Linked DNA regions of Sus scrofa: regions 2 and 3 are each linked to region 1. The links are chromatin contacts, called in public HiChIP or PLAC-seq maps. All regions are on one chromosome and are shown on one strand. Each heading gives the region's core, a stretch centred on a gene start, on an enhancer-like site or on the middle of the called end of the contact. The rest is flanking DNA. Distances are from core to core; before and after follow the strand shown. Region 1 overlaps CAPN3 (calpain 3). Region 2 overlaps TMEM87A (transmembrane protein 87A). Region 3 overlaps VPS39 (vam6/Vps39-like protein).

Region 1 (3,460 bases), core at 834-3,333:
ACTACAAATGCTTGGTCTAAAATTATCCTTAACACCAATGATCCACAGAGGAGAAGTGGGGCTGTCGGCTCCGGAAAAGGGCAGTAAGATCAGAGCCAGGGGGATTCTGGGATCCGGAGAGCTCACATGGCCACTGGCTGAAAAAGAAAGATTCTAGAAATGGGCTGAGCAAATCCCTGCTTCCTTGGTGCACAGTGTGTGCCAGGCCCCATGCTACTGTTTGGGGACTTAGAAATGAATGCAGAGACTTAGACCCTGACTTGTAGGCTTTCAGATCCAATGGGAAAGACAAACACTAATAATCACTGATATAAATGCTAAGGTAAGTGTCACAAAGAGGGAGCCCCTCCCCTGGCTTGGATAGGAAGGCAGAAAAAGGGTACCTGGAGAGGGTGGCATTTGACCTAAGCTCTCTGCTCGGGAAGGCCCTCGGTGCCCCATCAGTGGGCCACGCCTCTGGCCCGAGTCACCCACAGGGATCCTCGCTGTGTCCTCCAGTCTCAGAAAGTGGTATCCGGCCTTAACTCACTTTCTGCCAACACCTCTGCTGCAGGGACTGCTGACAAGTGGGGCCCAGCCTCGATCACTCAGAGGGACTCCCTTTCCCCACTGTGTCCCTCCTGCCGGTCTTAGGACTCGCCATTCCCCTCAGCATTCCCTGCTTCCAAGCACTTCCTCAATCCCTTCCCTCTCCAGGGACAACCCATTTAGTTTCACTCTCCTCCACGTGCCTGAAACACAAATGTGCTTTATTTATGTCCTCCTCCTTCGGGAGAAAGAATGTATAAAGCTGCCCAACCTTTAAAAACACAAAACAGGAGAGTTTTGTGGGGTGGCAGGGTGGAAGGAGAAGTTGACATGTTTGGGCTTTCTCTCCGTTACTCAGACAGTCACTTTGTAGATGACGAGGACTGTTCTAAAAGTTTTTCATGAGTGATTTTATTTCTTGCTCATCACAGCCCTGTGCATAGGTGATATAATCATTCCCCTTTTGCAGCTAAGACAGAAGCAGAGCAAAGGTGAAGCGACTTGCCCAAAGTTACAACTAATATTATTACATTGAAACCCCAGTTTATCTACTTCTAGAGCCCAGAGTATAACTTTTAAAGTGTTTACGAATGGTTAAAGAATCAGCTCGGAGTTCCCGTCGTGGCTCAGCAGAATCAAAACCGACTAGGAACCATGAGGTTTCAGGTTCGATCCCTGGCCTCCTTCAGTGGATTAAGAATCTGGCATTGCCATGGGCTGTGGTGTAGGTTGCAGACACGGCTCAGATCTGATGTTGCTGTGGCTGTGGTGTAGGCTGGCAATTGTAGCTCCGATTGGATCCCTAGCCTGGAAACTTTCATATGCCACGGGTACGGCCCTAAAAAGAAAAAAAAAAAAAAAAAGTATCAGCTAGAAGAGTCCCCGCTATAGCACAACAGGATCAGTGGTGCCTTGAGAATACTGGAATACAGGTTTGATCCCTGGGCTGGCACAGTGGGTTAAGGATCCAACATTGCCATAGCTGCAGTGTTGGTTGCAACTGTGGCTTGGATCTGCTCCCTGGCCCAGGAACACTGTATGCCATTGGGTGGCAAAAAAAGGAAAAAAAAAAAAAAAAAGAACCAGCTAGAGAAGAGTCAAGCCCTTATAAACCATTTAAGGAGCTTGATCTTAAACCTGAGGGTGGTAGGAATCAATGACTGGATCTTACACTGAGGGTATCAGATCAGATTTGCATTTTAATGGGTCACACTAGCTGAGATGAGTTATTCTCTAACCTTCTTCCTGTTTCTCTGATACCTCCTGCCCTAACCTATACCAGGCCTTCCCTTTCTTCTTCCTTCTATAACGCCTCCATTGTCCCTCTAGTTGGAAGGACTGGAGCTTTGTGGACAAAGATGAGAAGGCCCGTCTGCAGCACCAGGTCACTGAGGATGGAGAGTTCTGGTGAGTCCAAGACCCAGGAAGACCCTGAGGGGTAGGCGATTGGGTAGGGGCTGAAACCCTAAACCTCAAACCCCAGAGGCCATCAGGTTGCAGCCCTTGGGACATCTGGGCTCTGTTCATCTCCAGCCAGTGGCCCCGGAAGATTGAGGTTTTGGGAGGAGCCCGAGAGTCATGGTGATGACTGTGCCCAGGACCAGGCCAGCACGATGTGGCCCCACCCTCTGCCATGCACACTGCTTCAGCCACTTGCTCCCGGCCTTCATGGTGCCACTTTCTAAGCCCAGGAAGCTCTACTTACTGTGCTCATCCAGTGCCACCCTTACCCTCACTCAGATCATTTCTGCTTAGCCTTCGAGTCAGATTCAACTTTTCTTCAGGATCCCCTTGTCTTCCCTAGGACTGAGATGAATTTCTTTGTGATACTCATCACGTTTAAAATTGCTTGCTTAATTGTCTGTCCTTTCCCATCTGTGTCTCTTTTCCCTGTGCCTGGCACAATGCCTAGGACCCAGTGGAGGAGCACACAAGAAACATTTCAGAGAACTAAACTGCTGCCAAGCAATCCCATCAAGGACACACGAGTTTGAGTCTTTATTTCAAGAGATACATCAGAAATGACCCTAAAAAGGAAGGACAGGGCTCTCTCTAGGTCCATGACCAAGTTTCTCTGGATTATTTCATTGTGCTGTGTTAGCCTTGGAGTCTTACCTTTCCCAGCTTCCCATATGGGTCTCTCTTTCCTTCCAACTTCTCAGGATGTCTTATGATGATTTCATCTACCATTTCACAAAGCTGGAGATCTGCAACCTCACAGCTGATGCCCTGGAGTCCGACAAGCTTCAGACTTGGACAGTGTCTGTGAACGAGGGCCGCTGGGTGAGGGGCTGCTCTGCCGGAGGCTGTCGCAACTTCCCAGGTGGGAGATGCTCTGAATGAGGGAAGGGTCCAAGCAGAACAAGTTCCAGGCAGAATAATATTAACCAGCATTTGCCGAGTCTCTACTAAGTCCCAGACAGACATTACCTTATGAAATAAGCCATCCCTATTTGACTGAGAAGGAAACCTTAGGAGAAGTTTTATATGAAGGGGCTGGTAACAACTTTTAGGCAGGTTATTGTGTCAGAACAGGACCGTGTTCATGATGCTGAGATGGGACTGGAGGACTACTAGCATCTATGGCAAGAGTTCAAGCCAGGGAGGATGAAAGCCTAGGCCAAGTTGGGAGCAGCAGAGATGGGAGGATGGGACAGGTTAAGGGGAGAGGATGTTGGGTGATGTGGAGAAGGAAGAAGGTAGAATGACACTGGGTTTCCCAGTTTGAGAACCTGAGTGGATGCTGCCTATGATGCAACATGAGACACCTAAGAAAGAAAAATCAGTGTGTTGTATGTTTTTGGCGGGGTTGGCTATGTCTTTGCAGGGAGGGAGCATGGGATATGGGAAATGGGATTTCTGAAGCCCCTGCAGAATATCCAAGGGAAGATGTGTGATAGTGGACTGGCTGCATAGATAAGAATGGTACTTG
Region 2 (3,794 bases), core at 670-3,169, 150 kb before region 1:
CACCTTGGACTTTAAGAAGAAAGGGAGAAAGAGTGCAGAATGTAATCTAGGTTTGGGAAAAGGCTAATTCTAGAACCAGAATGTAGATTCCAAAAACTCTTCAGAATAAGCATTGATAATAGACCTACTTAAAAACAATACCTCTTCTGCAATGTTTACAAGCACAAGCTGGTATTACTTAGGATTTTATTCACGTGGAGAGCAATCCAGGTGTGCTCAATTTACCTGCTTACTACTTCACTCAAACTTTAGCAGAACACTTCACCCAACTTGAAAATTTTATAGCATCTAAGGAATATTCCTCTCACTTAAAAAAATTGTGAAATGTAGTTATACACAGAAAAGCACAAAACACACAGAGTTTTCAATTCATTTTCACATCTACTATTTTCAAGCCATTTCAAAGAGAAGGGGAAAATCTAATTAGTATATCTTGCAACCATTCATTAATAGTAAGTGGTCTAATGAGAGAACTAAAGCTATCACAAAATATTTCTGTACAAAACACTTTCTATCATTACCTACTCACCTTACTACACCATAAATACCCTCCTACTTTTTTGGTGTTACTCTATTTTACCAAATAGATACAAATCCCCATACCACTCACATTTTAACATCTTTGAAATTAAGATGTGTCTTACAATCAATGTCATCTTACAATTAAATTTACAGTACTTTCTTTCTTGGATGGATATAATAATAGTATCCTAAAAATCAACAGCAATTGATATTCAATAATAATAGTCCCCAAATGGCCAATACTGTTATAAACTTTCGTGAATATATTTCAGTAAAATTACTTTTTTTTCAATAACTATTTTTAAAAAATTGACTTTTTGTTAATTTACAATGTTGTGTTGTTTCAAGTATACAACAAAGTAATTCAGTTACATACAAATATATATCTATGTCTATTCTTTATCAAATTCTTTTCCATCATAGGTTATTACAAGGCATTGAATGTAATTCCCTGTTTTATACAGAAGATCCTTGTTGTTTATCTATTTTATAGATAGCGGTGTGTATGTTAATCCCAAACTCCTAATTCATTTCCCCCCTCAGTAAAATTACTCTTAAATCATTGAAACCACAAGTCAAGAGGTTAAAAACAAAGTCACAATCATACTGATTCTGCTTAAATTATCCTAATAATTAAATAACTGAAAAGTAAAACTTAATGACTGCTGACCTTAGAAAAAGTCTCACCTGCTAATCACTCATGAATTGGCAAACATTTTTTGATTACATACCAGATTCTCCTTTGTATCGGATATTCTGAAATTCTGCATAGAAGACAGCTTTCTCAAGCATTCCCAAGAAGATGACAGCACCGATCCAAAACTGAATTCTCAGGAGATCTCTCCAGTAGCAAGCAGACCATGCCAGCCACAGTACACCAAACAGGACATATACAATACACATCACCATAAAAAACTGTCATCCCAGTGGGTAAAAGAAAAAAAGAAGGATTAGGGCCAAGAGCCAATTTAGGTCAACATGCAGTCTGAACATATTACAAATACACACACACACATTACACTTTCTATTTTAAAAATAAATTATTTCTTTGAAGTTCAATTTAGATAGAAAAACTATCCCCTCTCGGGCAGAGGGAGACTACCTAAGAACCTGTCATCAAGAGTGACTGCTCTACTATATTAAAAGAGTTTTTTAGCTCACGGTTTAAAATAATTTAAATTAAGACAACACTGAAGAGGAAAAAAGGCATGGCAGGGTTAGGATATATATGACAGCAATGAAAAACAACAGAGTGGGAAAACTGAAAAAGAAAAACAACTAATCACAAACAAAAGAAATCTGAAAATAGATTAAGGATATTCTTGGACACAGACACACTGAAAAGGAGGAAGGAAGTATCGTCATTTACTTATACTAAGTGGGATTAGAAACTACAGGGTTTTAAGAAGTACCCCATTTTTGGATTCTACAGAGGACGTGGGAGATGAAATGATCTTTGAGGTAGTTTCCAACTCGAAAATTTCACAAGTCATTGTCTTCCCCATTTTACAATGGGAAAACGAGGCACAGAGAGGTTCACTGACACTCCCAACATCACGTTCCAGGAAGAAGTTAAGCATAGAACCACATGCAATATTTTCTGAACTATATGCAGGAACAAGTCTTTAATACTGCCACAAAACATGGACAATCTTTAAGGTTAAACTCATTTAATAGTCAGGTTAAGGAAAAAAGTTCACTTACAATCATCAGAGGATAGTCTTCAAGTGTGAGGTATTCATAGGGACCTTTCACTTCAACAGTCACTGCCAAAACACAGTCCTCAGAATTAATGAAAGGATGCAAACATTAAACAAATACCATTGTCTAATATTAGCTCGATTAAATTAATGAAAACTCCATTGGGTGATTTGCTTCTAATCATTTCAATCCTGGTGAATATTACATTTGTAAAGCACTTCCATGAAGTACTTTACAAATGTTCTCATAGTTCACGTTGTGTCCTGCACAAGCCTCCCTATGCCACTGCTCCAGTCAGTATCTTAGGTGGAAAAGCTTTGTTCCTATACTCTCGTCCTTTAAAGACAAAGCTGAGTGTATTTCCTCCACAAAGTCTGCTGAGCCGCCCAAATGAACTATTCCCCATCTCTTCTCAATTCCAAACACTTCGTACATATTTTTCCTTATAGTAACATTACTAATGTGCTTTGATAAGTACAGGACTTCATTCCTTCATGCTGCTGCCTTTTTGTCTTTTCTTTCTTCTCACCTCTATTTTTCTATTGCTTTTTTTACCTACTTCAATTTTATGTCATTTTTCCTAACATAGGAAACATACCATTTTCAAAAGGTGATTAATAACAACAAAGTATTTAAGGAAACAGAACAAATGCCAGTAACATCAAGAATCTAGGAGCTCCCATCATGGCTCAGCAGAAACGAATCTGACTAGTATCCATGAGGACACAGGTTTGATCTCTGGCCTCAGTGGGTTAGGGATCCAGTGTTGCTGTGAGGTGTAGGTCGCAGACACGGCTCGGACCCCACATTGCTATGGCATAGGCCAGCAGCTATAGCTCCGATTTGACCCCTAGCCTGGGAATCTCCATATGCCCTGGATGCAGCTCTAAAAAGGGGTTAAAAAAAAAAAAAATCTGAAAGACAGATTTGTCTTACTGAAGTAAACCTATGACTATTTTAAATTGTAACTGATAAAACTATTTGGATGGATTTTAGATATGATTAATAAATAAACCCATTTATCTGAGAAGCGACAGCTAACTCCACAAACTATTCAAAAATTTCCTACTAATTTTTACCAGACAAAAAGGAAAATCATCTCCAATATTTTTATGAAGAAAAGGAGCATTCCACAACACCAATTACAAAAACTTCATAAACTGGTTAGTAATCGAAACTTCTTAATAAAAGAGCAAGTAAAATAATCAGTGACTATATGTCACATTCTTTGTTTACTCTATTGCAGATGTCAACAAAATATAGCACATGGGCCAAATCTGGCCATCCACTTTTTGTAAATAAAGTTTTATTGAAGGAGTTCTCTTGTGGCGTAGAGGGTTAAGGATCTGGCATTGTCACTGCTGTGGCATGGTTTGACCCCTGCCTGGCCCAGGAACTTCCACATGCCTTACATGCCACCAAAAAATAAATAAATAAAAGTTTTATTGGAAAACAGTCACATCCACTCACAAATAGTCAACTGTATGACTATATTTACACCACAGTGGCAGAGTTGGGGAGCTGTAATAGAACATTTACTATATGATACTTTAAAAATAAGTTGGCTAATT
Region 3 (3,571 bases), core at 874-3,373, 200 kb before region 1:
GGACACACAGAATACTTTAAGCTTTGGAATAATAGGGCAGCTACAGTAAAGAAAGCAGTTCCTTACCCTCCCGAGGTAATGAAACGAGGCCTTTGCAATTCAATGCTCTGGACCAGAAGCCTTGGCTCAAATGTTCGGATCTCTACGTATCGAGGCAACACTGCAATGATGTAGGGAGGCTGGTGCTCTGCACAAGAGAGAACATTCTGAGTTGTATTTCTGCTCTAAGGCTTTAGGTTTATGAACTGATTCAGCTTCTCATTTCTTAGCTGCATTTGGATCTCCAAATAGTCCACTAGTCCAATACCAAGATCCCATACTGTGATACACAAAGGAAAATGTCTTGTCTCAGCGACACTAAGAGAAATCTCATGCACAGAAAAGATGCATCCAGCTTTGTTCAGAGTGACCTGATCCCATTCCTGCTGTTTCCTTGAGCGAACTGGGTGAGAGCGTCACAGGCTCCTTTCTCATCAGTCACAAAACCAGACCAGACCAAGGCCAGCTGCAGCTGCTCCTAATGACACAGCAGCACAAGGTCACACAACTTCTTTTCTCATTCTTTTAGGAAGGTCAAGAAGAGGACAGTTTCTTTCTTCTTCTTTTTCCTTGAAATTGAAATTTCTGGCCAATGTTATTTCTGCTTTAGATTTTCACAGGGATAAGTCATAAAGCTTTACCTGATGCTCACCAGTTCACAGAGAAGGCAGCTGGATGGCATTCTCAGCGTAGCCATTTTCTTTTCTGTTTCTTTTGGCCACGCCCATGGTACATGGAAGTTCCAGGGCCAAGAATCGAACCCTTACTACAGACAGATCCTTAACCCGCTGAGCTACAGGGAAACTCCCAAAGAATATTTATGTGGCTAACTTGCTATAAATTTGTCTTCCTTGTTATTTATATTCTTTCTTTCTTTCTTTCTTTCCTTTTTTTTTTTGTCTTTTTTAGGCCTCATCCACAGCATATAGGGGTTCCCGGACTGGGGGTCAAATCAGAGCTGTAGACACTGGCCTAAACCACAGCCATGCCAGATCCAAGCCACGTCTGCAACCTACAATGCAGGTCACAGCAATGCCATATCCTTAACCCAATGAGCGAGACCAGGGATCGAACATGCGTCCTCATGGATACTAGTCAGATTCATTTCCGCTGAGCCACGAAAGGAACTCCATTATTTATTTTCTGATAAAAGAGTTTTTCAGGTTATATTTGAAATTTATACTCTAAATGAATACTGCAATAAAATTTAAAAGCCAAAGGGAACTCAGAAATGCGGAAACTGAGGCCTAAGTAATACCTTTATCAATTTGAATGCTGTTGTTATTATGTTGATATTTTTCATCTTACCAAAAAAAATAATTAAATAGCCCATGGTTTTGTATTAGATTCTTTTTTTAGGCTGGTCTCATTTTTAAAAGCTATTACAATTTTTTTACATGATAATTTGTATAAATATGTAAAATTTCTCTGTCCTTGTAAAATCTGGCCCACTTTTAATAAGGTCTAATTCAATAAAGAAGCAATCTGGAGTTCCCGTCGTTGTGCACTGGAAACAAATCTGACCAGGAACCATAAGGTTGCGGGTTTGACCCCTTGCCTCGCTCAGTGGGTTAAGGATCCGTCATTGCCGTGAGCTATGGTGTAGGCTGCAGACATGGCTCAGATCTGGCATGGCTATGGCTGTGGCTATGGCTGGCAGCTGTAGTTTCGATTTGACCCCTAGCCTGGGAACCTCCATATGCTGTGGGTGTGGTCCTATAAAGCCAAAAAAGAGAAGAAATCTACAATAAAAATCTTTTTGGTTGTCATATCTTATCATTTTTTCAGTCTCCCCAACTTTTTGACAACAGAGGTGGTCTGGATCTGTCTGCCTCTTCAACCTTGGCAGAGTGGCTGGTGTGCAGCAGGCATATAATGAATGGCTGACATTGATATGATTTGTATACTCAGCGAGCATTTACTAAGAGGCTGTGATATTTCAGGCACTACTCAAAGGGGACCAAGACATGAGCTCCTATGCAAGCAGAGGAGACAGACAACTCACTGGCCAGTGGGACAGGGAGGCTGCCCCAACAAAGAAAGCTGAAAGGGCGGTGGGAACACCAAGGGGGAAGTGACTAATTCTGCCTACGGGTCAGAGAAGACTTCAGAGAGGAAGTGCCACTGAAAGGCGCCTGGTCACAGGAGCATGACACTGGCTGGGCAGAGAAGAAAGGAAGAGGTAGTAGCTTGGAAAAAGGCACAGGGACAGGGAGGCCCTTCTAGAGCCTGGGAAAGTAGTGAGGAGGACAGCAGAGATATAAGCAGAGTTTAAAGTTACTCCATTCTAAGAAGGTTCATCTTCTTCCTGTCAGATGGTCCACTCTACCTAGAAAGAATGTCTTCGCCCCCAGTACTTTAAGGCACAAAAACGCTTTCGAGAAACACTGCCAAAGGTGCCGGGCACTGGCCAAGATTAAAACAAGAGTCAGAAATCCACTTCAGGAGTTCCCGTCGTGGCGCAGTGGTTAACAAATCCAACTAGGAACCATGAGGTTGTGGGTTTGGTCACTGCCCTTGCTCAATGGGTTAACGATCCGGCGTTGCCGTGAGCTGTGGTGTAGGTTGCAGGCGCGGCTCGGATCCTGCGTTGCTGTGGCTCTGGCGTAGGCTGGCAGCTACAGTTCCGATTCGACCCCTAGCCTGGGAACCTCCATATGCCGCGGGAGCGGCCCAAGAAATGGCAAAAAGACAAAAAAAAAAAAAAAGAAAGAAAGAAAAAAATCCACTTCCAGCGTATTTCACACACTTTCACCTCATCTCCCTCTTCTGAAGGGAAAACAAGGGTCCCTAGAATATCACAGAGCTTCTTGTGAAGCTCCTAAACATTCCCCCAATCCCCAAAATGTGTTAATATACATAATTTTGAGCCTTCTAAAATACTCCTTCTGGTCTATTCATCTCTAATCACCAGGAGAATAACCACCCTAGACCATGAGGCTTTTATCAAGACAATCTACCACTCAGGAATCTCCTGGCCACTCAGACCTTCTCCTGAGCCTCTAACAACTGGCCCCTCCTTATTCTTCCATAATCCAGACCATCTGTTTCAGCCAGCTCCATTGCTGGATGCCCTCTCACAAATCAGCATAGCTTCTGCCTTTCTGCTCATTGGTCAAACTATACTTTCTGCCTAGAATGAATGAAATTTTCCTTCAAGCCAGGTCCTAAACTCTCTGCCTGGTCTAGTCCAATCTTAGTGAAACTTCTTACTGACTAACTGAACAATGAATTTTCCCTTTCTAAACCATCAAATCTCAACTCAACACCTTAACCAGGCCCTTGTTTCATCTCTTTAGCCAAGATGTAATCCTTATGTCCTGAGCTAGAGGCCTTAAAGACAGCATGTCCTTATGTCCCCCAAAGCAGTAACTATTTCTTTTCTTTCTTTCTTTCTTTCTTTCTTTTGTTTTTTTTTTAGGCATATGGGTGTTCCTAGGCTAGGGGTCAAACAGGAGCTATAGCTGCTGGCCTTCGCCACAGCCACAGCAACACCAGATCTGAGCCATGTCTGTGACCTACATCACAGCTC

The links. HiChIP or PLAC-seq counts read pairs in DNA pulled down with a chosen protein or histone mark.
Region 2: an H3K27ac HiChIP or PLAC-seq map of alveolar macrophages shows a contact between it and region 1. The contact joins two enhancer-like sites. A contact is called at or near these places in 6 of 47 Hi-C or Micro-C datasets (adipocytes, brain, embryonic fibroblasts and 2 more) and 1 of 2 datasets of contacts at active chromatin or transcription factors (alveolar macrophages).
Region 3: an H3K27ac HiChIP or PLAC-seq map of alveolar macrophages shows a contact between it and region 1. The contact joins two enhancer-like sites. A contact is called at or near these places in 1 of 47 Hi-C or Micro-C datasets (epiblast stem cells) and 1 of 2 datasets of contacts at active chromatin or transcription factors (alveolar macrophages).

Annotation. Positions count from the first base shown.
Region 1 is chr1:128,971,239-128,974,698 of Sscrofa11.1, reverse strand. CAPN3 (calpain 3) reads left to right here. Exons shown (of 24, transcript NM_214171.2): 9 at 1,858-1,935; 10 at 2,691-2,851. Among named protein-coding and RNA genes, the nearest start is that of CAPN3, 40 kb to the left of the region's middle. Within about 2 kb of position 2,083, at least 2 of the 83 cell types and tissues checked have an H3K27ac peak or open chromatin away from gene starts, as enhancers often do. A contact at or near this core is called in alveolar macrophages, where this site is marked.
Region 2 is chr1:129,117,711-129,121,504 of Sscrofa11.1, reverse strand. TMEM87A (transmembrane protein 87A) reads right to left here. Exons shown (of 20, transcript XM_005659710.3): 8 at 2,227-2,288; 9 at 1,254-1,437; 10 at 1-9. Among named protein-coding and RNA genes, the nearest start is that of TMEM87A, 21 kb to the right of the region's middle. Within about 2 kb of position 1,919, at least 1 of the 83 cell types and tissues checked has an H3K27ac peak or open chromatin away from gene starts, as enhancers often do. A contact at or near this core is called in alveolar macrophages, where this site is marked.
Region 3 is chr1:129,168,778-129,172,348 of Sscrofa11.1, reverse strand. It overlaps VPS39 (vam6/Vps39-like protein), which reads right to left. Exons shown (of 25, transcript XM_021097283.1): 8 at 67-187. Among named protein-coding and RNA genes, the nearest start is that of VPS39, 26 kb to the right of the region's middle. Within about 2 kb of position 2,123, at least 7 of the 83 cell types and tissues checked have an H3K27ac peak or open chromatin away from gene starts, as enhancers often do. A contact at or near this core is called in alveolar macrophages, where this site is marked.